Regions from separate parts of the Pan troglodytes genome. Here region 2 is linked to region 1. Evidence: chromatin contacts called from public Hi-C data. All regions are on one chromosome and are shown on one strand. Each heading gives the region's core, a stretch centred on a gene start, on an enhancer-like site or on the middle of the called end of the contact. The rest is flanking DNA. Distances are from core to core; before and after follow the strand shown. Region 1 has its middle 22 kb from the start of MANBAL. Region 2 holds the start of LOC107970015 (peptidyl-prolyl cis-trans isomerase A-like).

Region 1 (4,342 bases), core at 1,588-4,087:
CAGGCATGGAAGGTTACGTGCTCAGCCACAGCCACAGAGCTAGTCAGTAGCTGGAAGAGCTATGACTCAAACATGTTTTCTGACTTCCTTGCAGCCCCAGCTACTTGGGAGGCTGAGGCAGGAGGATCACTTGAGCCCAGGAGTTGGAGGCTGCAGTGAGCTATGTTCGTGCCTCCGTACTCCAGCCTGGGCGATGGAGTGACACCTTGTCTCTATTGAAAAAAAAAGGAAAAAAAGTTTTCTGATTTCCAATTTGTTTGCCCCACACTAAGGCCCTTCCTGGGCCTACCAGTTCTAATTTTTTTTTTTTTTTTTTTTTTTAAAGAACTTCAACAGTTTGGCCGGGCGTGGTGGCTTACACCTGTAATCTCAGCACTTTGGGAGGCCGAGGCAGGCGGATTGCCTGAGGTCAGGAGTTCGAGACCAATCTGGCCAACATGGTGAGACCCTGTCTCTACTAAAAATACAAAAAAATTAGGCGGGCGTGGTGGCATGCGCCTGTAATCCCAGCTACTCGGGAGGCTGAGGCAGGGGAATTGCTTGAACCAGGGAGGTGGAGGTTGCAGGGAGCCAAGATCGCGCCACTGTGCTCCATCTTGGGCAACAGAGGGAGACTCCATCTAAAAAACAAACAAAAAAGAGTTCACATATCATAAAGCTCACTGGTTTTAAGTCTATGGCTCCATGAGCTTTCATACATTTATACGGTGGTGCCACCATTGCCACAATCCTGTTTTGGAATGCTTCTGTCCCTCCAAAAATTCCCTCTAGCCCATTTGCTCTCAGTCTCCACTCTTGCCCCCTGCCCTAGGCAACCCCTAATCTGCTGTCTTACAGTTTTTCCTTGGTAGGAAATTCCTATAAATGGAATCTTTTATATGATGAGTAAATCATAATAAATCAAATAAAATACGCACTTTTTGGTGTCAGGCTTCTTTCACTCAGCATAATGTTTGACCTTCATCCATGTTGATCCAGGTATTAATAGTTTGTTCCTTTTTATTCCATTGTATGGATGTATGACTGTTTGTTTACCCATTCACCTTGATGGACATTTGGGTTGATTCCAATTTGGGGCTACTATGAATTATGCTGCTACGAACTTTTTTTTTTTGAGACAGGGTCTTGCTGTCACATAGGCTGGAGTGCAGTGGCACAATCTCAGCTCGCTGCAGCCTTGACTTCCTGTGCTCAAGTGATCCTCCCACCTCAGCCTCCTGAGTAGCTGGGACCACAGGTGTGATCCGCTGCGCCCAGCTAATTAAAAAAAATTTTTTTGTAGCAATGGGGTCTCTCTATATTGCCCAGGGTCTCTCTCTATCAAACTCTTGGGTTCAAGTGATCCTCCCACCTCGGCCTCCCAAAGTGTTGAGATTACAGGTGTGAGTCACCCTGCCTGAACTGCTATGAATATTTCAGTAGGAGACCTTGTGTGAACATGTTTTCATTAATCTTGGGTGGGTACCTAGGAGGGGAATCACTGGGTCATATAATGAGGGTTTAGCTTTTTAAGAAACTGCCAGTCTTTTCCACAATGGCTGTACCATTGACTTTCCCCCCAGCAGCGATGGGGGTCTGCCCCCGAATTTCTTAAATGAGCATTTATTTCCTCATCCCACAAACCCCTCTTAAGCAACTAATTAGGCCCACGTAGAGCTTGCTGGATTAGCTGTCCATCTCCGAGGTGCTTGGTCCCTTTTCTGCAGTTAGGGGAGTGGGGTGGCTCTCTCCCCTCTGCATAGCATCTTCTGGGTGCTATGAGGAACGCAGAGTGTTTGGACACAGTGCTTGTCTTCAAAGAGCTACAGGAGGAAGCTGAATCATTACCCTGGGCAGGTAGATCCAGAGAGGGATACAGTATCAGTATAAATGCAGAGAGGGACACAGTATCAGTGTAAATGTTCCAAGAATCGAGAGAAGGGAGAAGTCATGTAAACCCAGGAGTTCATCGTCAGACAGGAGTAGGGAGAAGCTTAAAATGGGAGCACAGGTTTAGGGGGCAAATGGGTTTGGATTTGAAACCAACTCTGCCATTTGCCCCATGTGAGATTCTAGGCAAGGTCAATCCCTTAATCGCTCTGAGCCTCAGTTACTACATCTGTACAATGGAGGTGATAAGAACTACCACTCCAGGTTGTTGTGAGAACCAGAAATATGCTTGGCCGGATGCGGTGGCTCACACCTGTAATCCCAACACTGGGAGGCAGAGGCAGGCAGGTTGCTTGAGCCCAGGAGTTCGAGACCAGCTTGGGCAACACAGTGAGACCCCCGTCTCCACAAAAAGAAAGAAAGAAAAAGAAATATGCATGTTGGTGTCTGATATGTAAGTGTCTTGGCAAATGGTAGCAGTTATTGTAGTTTTTCAGAGCTGAGCTCTGAAAAAACGGGCAGCTTGGTGGCAGCCTGGTGGCGGGGAGGGCTGGGAGCCATCTTGGTGACAGGCTTTATTTGCAGTAAATTCTCAAACCCACTGAGAAAGAGCATAGTGGGGCGGGGGGTGGGGGAGGATGGGGAGCCAGAAAGAACCCGGAGAATGAAAACCCAGCCCCTTCCACCGATTCCCACCACCGCCTTGTCCTTGTCCTCCGAGTGATGATGAGAATGCCTCGGTGGCCGCCCAGCTCACTTTCCCAGGACGTGTTTTAACCCAGCGTTAATTAGTGATTGTGGCTGCATCTAGGGCTGGGGGCTTGAGCTGAAGAAAGAAAGTACCCCAGAGAAAGGCAGATTTTAAAAGGCCCCAAAAGTCTGGGGCAGTGAGGCTCTGTGGAGAGGGAGACAAGCCGTGCATTTGTGTTGCAAATTTCCAGTGTGTGCAAGCCAGCCATTCAATGAGGGCGATGCTACTGGCAGCCGGCATGGGGGTGGGGAGGGAAAGGAAGTCCACAAAGGGGGCCTGTCTGAGGACCTCAGACCCTGCTTTGTAAAAGCTGCTTTCATCCCCCTCCGTGGTTGATGGCAGTGTTCCCAGTCCAAGGCCACTGTGCAAGGATCCAGAGGCCTGGACCCCAGACTCCCAGATTCTCTTGACCCTCCCCACTTGCCCTTCTAGGCCTGTTTTTGTGGCATCAGCAGCAGCAGGTGTCTGAGTGCTCCCGGGTACTGTGTCAGAGGAGACCAGGTTTAAGTGGTGTGGGCTTGCTAGGTGGCTTCAGGCAAAGTCACTTAACCTCCCTGAGTGTCAGTTTCCTCTTCTGTAAAATGGAGATGATGTGGTCCTTTCCCCTGCTTCACAGGGTCCTACCCAAACAGAAGGGCCTGTGATTGGATGGCAGCTCAGAGCTTCATTTCTTTCTCAAAAAGTCTGCATCTGGGAAAGTCATTAGAAGAGCTCGTTTAATGAAGAGATGAGGTTGATTGTACTTAGCAAATCAATGAAGCAACTCTGGGTTCCTTGGAAATGTTACTCCCACGAGTATTTTAATTTTTTTTTCTTTTGAGATGGAGTTTAGCTCTTGTTGCCCAGGCTGGAGTGCAATGGCATGATCTCAGCTCACAGCAACCTCCACCTCCCGAGTTCAAGCGATTCTCTTGCCTCAGCCTCCCCAGTAGCTGGGATTGCAGGCATGCACCACCATGCCAGACTAATTTTGTGTTTTTAGTAGAGATGGGATTTCACCATGTTGGCCAGGCTGGTCTCGAACTCCCAACCTCAGGTGATCCACCCACCCTCCCAAAGTGCTGGGATTACAGGCATGAGCCACCGCACCCGGCACTAATTTTTTTTTTTTTTAAGACAGTCTCGTTCTGTCACCCAGGCTGGAGTGCAGTGGCGTGATCTCTGCCCACTGTAACCTCCGCCTTCCAGGTTCAAGCAATTATCCTGCCTCAGCCTCCCAAGTAGCTGAGACTATGGGCACAAGCCACCATGTCCAGCTAATTTTTGTATTTTTAGTAGAGACAGGGTTTCACCATGTTGGCCAGGCTGGTCTTGAACTCCTGACCTCAAGTGATTTGCCTGCCTTGGCCTCCCAAAGCGCTGGGATTACAGGCGTGAGCCACTGCACCTGGCCCGTGAGTATTTTAAACATTCACCTTGCTTGGAATCTTTGGGCCTGCCACAAGTCAATTAGGCACACTAACCAGGTTGTTTTTTGAGTTGGTAGATTTGGTGCAGGTGCCAAGCCTGCTGCATAGGAGGCTGTCCCCAGCTGATCCTCGGGTAACCTTTCCCTGGTGAAGATATGACCATACTTCAAAAGCCCCCTTGGAGGCCATCTCTTCAAGAAGCATCCTCCCTCCCAGGCCTTGCCTGTGGTTGAGTGATTTTATAATTTTATATGCAGAAAATTGTCTCCTTTCCTGAGACCCTTGGGATGCCTGGGACCAAATCTTTGAGCCC
Region 2 (4,048 bases), core at 716-3,215, 260 kb after region 1:
TATTTTGAAATGTGTATCTCCTCAGGAGCCAACACCCCAAAGGGAGATTCTGAATTTGCAGTTAACTTCCCCCCCCCACCGCCCCCACCCCCCCTCAGAGATTTAAACGTGTGCACTCATGCACATACACAAAACACTAGTCAAACAACTATCTCTTTTCCCCCAGTAACCTCTGACTTCCTCTATATGCCCCAGAGACACGTTGTCACCATCTTCCCTGGGAGTGATCCTGTTTATCCTCCCCTCCCCGACTTGCCCTCCCACAGGGCCCATGCATGCCCCAGCAGGATCCAGATTCCTGAGCATTTCCAGAGCAGGAAGTCAGAGAGGCAGGCAACGCGTGGTTCTTGGTATATCGCACAGGGACAGGCTTGAAATGGAGTGCATGTGTTTCAAAGATAGGAGAACAACAACAAAAAAAGACAGCCTAACCCAGATTCCTCCTTGAAACAACATATTACAGATTGAAGGTTAAACTGTTTTTGGCAGCAACTCTAACAAGACTAATTTCAGGTATGGAATTGACCTGGTCACTGGAAACCGACCAGGCTTCCCGTGATCAAATCTTTTAACAGATTTGCTTGACATTAATTAGTCTCTGATTTAAAACAAACAAGCAAACAAGATCTAACACTTGGCATTAGCACTTAAGCTGGAACTTTTTTTTGGTCCCAGCTTTGGTGTTGCCGTCCAGAAGGCTGACGGGATGACTGGACCATGTCAGGCAGGGCAGAGAAGCCGTCCCCAACACACCAGTTCCCTGAAAGGGATAGACGATCCAAACCTATAAACAGAAAGGCTGTTTCTTTCCGAGGACAGACCCCAATCTCCCAACATTCGGCGATGAAATGGGACACGGAGGCCTGGAAGGAAACTAAAGGAGATTTGGAAAGGGGAAGGAAAAAACAACTGTCCCCCATCCCCCATGCTTCCTTTCCAGGCCATTAGTGCGCCAGGCATTCCGTTCCTTCAGCTGCCCTTGAGGGCCACTCCCCACGTCTATAGAAGGAAAGGGAAGGGATGTCCACCCTTGATGTAAAGTTGGAGGGAGTAAGAAGCGCCCGCGACTCTTAGCAGAGCGTCAGCCTATCACCCCAGACACCGAAGCGGAGCCTCAGGAGACCCTCTCTCCCCTCCCCCCCACGTCCCCCCACCTCCCCCCCCACAAAAAAGCAACTAAAGCAACGCAACTAAACTGATGGGGACAGAGTGACAGGCCTCTCACAAGCTGGGCACCCTGCCGTGGAACCCGGGGCCGCAGAGATGGTGGTCGCGCTCCCAGCCCCGTGCCCCCGGCTCTGCCTGTCTCATCCTGCAAGGGCGCTGACCTTGGACAAGGCCAGAGCCAGCACCCAGGAGTACTATGACCCACCTCCGGGCTGGGAAGGGACCCCCCAAGGCCCAGGCTAGGTCCAATCACGGCAATCACCTGAAGCCGGACAGGGGCGCCCTGCCTTCCCGGGGTATGCGGAAGGAAAACCCCAGTGACGGGGACCCGGCGACGCCTAAGGTGACCCAGAAGGGACAATATGGCGGCGCGGCCGCATGGAGGGCCTCTCATCCCGCCCCAAGCAGGTTGACGCCACGGTACCTGCAAGCCCTGCCATGGCGCCGCCGCCACTGTCGCCGTCTGCCGCAGCCTGCCTCCACCTCAGCTCGCCACCGACGCCGCAGGAAGCCAGGGAGACGCCCCCTTAGTCTTCTAGTCGAGCCGGCCGAGGACCCATCCTGGGATCGGGCTGTCTACCGCAAACGCCTGATCACACGGCCCGAACAGGGGGCTCACCCTCGCCCCATTTCCCGTAAATATCCGCCACAGACCACCTTTGAGGACTTTGTGCGCACTTTTACAAAACTCTGGGAGCCCCGAGGTCCTCAAGCCCGAATAATTTTTATCAGGCGCAGTGTGGACATCCCCGAAGCGCGGCCGGGTGTCCTTATGCATATGCAGCAGATTGTGATCCTTACTCCGTGAGCGCGGGGCGGGCCGGGTTGTGTTCCTGTTGGTGAACCCGCTTCGTTCTTGCCCGCGTGGATGGTCCGTGGACTCCGGGAAAACCTTCTCGTGGCTCAAAGTCCACCCCCTCCCTAGCGTTTCATCATGCAGCCAAGGCTCAGGAGCTGAAAGGTCCGGGCTCAGAACTTGGGACTGCCTTGGGTCAGGCCTCGGCTCCCCCACTTGCCCCGTACCTTGGGCCAGCGAGCCCCTCGCCCACCCCGACCCGGCTTCTGTTGAAATGCCCACCTTAGGGCTTTTATGAGGCTTGAATGAGTCCGTGTAGTCATTTATTAGCTAATTAAGCATATTCCTTGGGCGCTTACTGTACCCAAGCGCAGTGCTAAGGGCAGGTAGAGTCGGTAACCTGGGTGTGTCCCTGACCTCAAGGCGCTGCCAGTCTAATGGCGGGTAGGCGGGGAGACAGTCATATAATCACTGTATATTAGTGACTTTAATCAATACGTGATTACACATCATGGGAAGTGCTGTGAGAAGAAGTAGAGAGTGTTAGGAGAAATTAATGGAGTACTAATGTAGGGAAAGGGTGGAACCTCCTTGGGAAGATGGCATTTAGGTTGAGAAACAAAGGGCGATTAGGGTAAGAGTGAGAGGGGAAATGTTCTAGGCAGAAAGAACATTTGTCCCAGATCTGGAGCTGGGAAGCGGCAGAGTTGGGGTGAGGTGAGCACAGAAGAAAACAGGTCAGCTACATACTGAATTTGGCTTTTCTCTTGAGAGTCAGGGGAAGCCATTTTCATCAGGAAAAGGATAGCAAATTTGGATTTCTGAAAGGCCACCCAGGCCGCATGGCTTGGAAAGCACTCAGGAGTGGGTGTAGGCAGACCAGTTAGAAGGTGGTTGCAGCTTTCCAGACAAAAGCCAATGCTGACTCAGACAGGGCGGTGGCTTGGGGAGGTGAAGGGAAGGGTGGAAGATTGGACGTGGGTGGATGTGGAGGCATTGGCAATAACTCCTCGCTAGGTTTTAGCCTTGAGTAAATGAAAGGGTAAAAGATTCCTTGACCAAGACAATAAAGCCTGAAGGAGGAACGGACTGAGGGGGAAGATCAAGTTCGGCTTTGAGAAGTTAAGTTTGAAATGTCGGGGCAACATGCAGGCAGAGAGGGTGAGTAGGCAGGTTTATGTGACACAGGAGCTGCGAACGGAGGCTGGGGCAGGAGATACATATCTGGGGGCCATCAATACAAAGGTCATGGTGCTGGGTGAGAACGCAAGTGAAAGAAGGTGGAGAGAAAAGAAGAGGAGGATCCAGGAAAGGAGACTAAGAAGCAGTGGCCAGTGGGGTAGAAAGAGGACCAAGTGAGTGTGGGTCCTAGAGAGGAGGTTTCAGGAAGGAGGGAGTGCTCAGTGGGGCTGATGCTGTAGAGAACAGAAATGGAGCCGTTGGGGTTTGGGAATAAAGAAGGTTGGTGGACTGTATCTTTTATGTTGCAAGTTAAACACACAACTACATCAGGTGGCTTAAAAAAATAAGTAGCCTGCCACTCAGTGGCTAGGCAGTGTCATCAAGGACTGAGGTTCATTTTATCTTCTGTCCTTGTGCTGGTTTATGCTCATGGCCACAAGATGGCTATCCAGTTCCTGAGGTCACATCCAAAGCAAGGAGATGTCCATTTCTCCTCCAGCTGAGACTCAAAACAGGCCTGAATGTGGCCTCCCACCATCCTGCTGCTTACAGGCTAAAGGATCAATGCATCCATGGCAGCCACACCCAGTATCCAACACTGAATGACAAGAGGAGTCTTGTAGTGGAAGCTCTTGTTTAGAAAAAGAGAGAGCTGGCTTTGCAGATGCCGCTGGGATCCCCATACTATCAGCCATGGTCAGCCCCACCTTGTTCTTTGACATCACTGTCGATGACACGCCCTTAGGCCCCTACTCCTTCGAGCTATTTGCAGACAAGATTCCAAAGACAGCAGAAAACTTTCGTGCTGTGAGCACTGGAGAGAAAGGATTTGGTTATAAGGTTTCCTGCTTTCACAGAATTATTCCAGGATTTATATGTCAGGGTGGTGACTTCACATGCCAT

The links. Hi-C and Micro-C count contacts between places; a contact is called where the count stands out from the background.
Region 2: a contact with region 1 is called in a Hi-C map of stem cell-derived neural progenitor cells, with 9 times the contacts expected there. The contact joins the promoter of LOC107970015 here to the enhancer-like site in region 1. A contact is called at or near these places in 5 of 7 Hi-C or Micro-C datasets (blood, induced pluripotent stem cells, a lymphoblastoid cell line and 1 more), 1 of 1 datasets of contacts at active chromatin or transcription factors (stem cell-derived excitatory neurons) and 1 of 1 other capture datasets (stem cell-derived neural stem cells).

Annotation. Positions count from the first base shown.
Region 1 is chr21:43,503,459-43,507,800 of NHGRI_mPanTro3-v2.0_pri, forward strand. No RefSeq gene overlaps it. Among named protein-coding and RNA genes, the nearest start is that of MANBAL, 22 kb to the right of the region's middle. Within about 2 kb of position 2,838, at least 14 of the 24 cell types and tissues checked have an H3K27ac peak or open chromatin away from gene starts, as enhancers often do. A contact at or near this core is called in induced pluripotent stem cells, stem cell-derived excitatory neurons, stem cell-derived neural progenitor cells and 1 more, where this site is marked.
Region 2 is chr21:43,764,365-43,768,412 of NHGRI_mPanTro3-v2.0_pri, forward strand. LOC107970015 (peptidyl-prolyl cis-trans isomerase A-like) reads left to right here and starts at 1,966. Exons shown (of 1, transcript XM_054674768.2): 1 at 1,966-4,048. The coding sequence starts at 3,839. BLCAP (BLCAP apoptosis inducing factor) reads right to left here and starts at 1,702. Exons shown (of 2, transcript XM_530289.9): 1 at 1,592-1,702.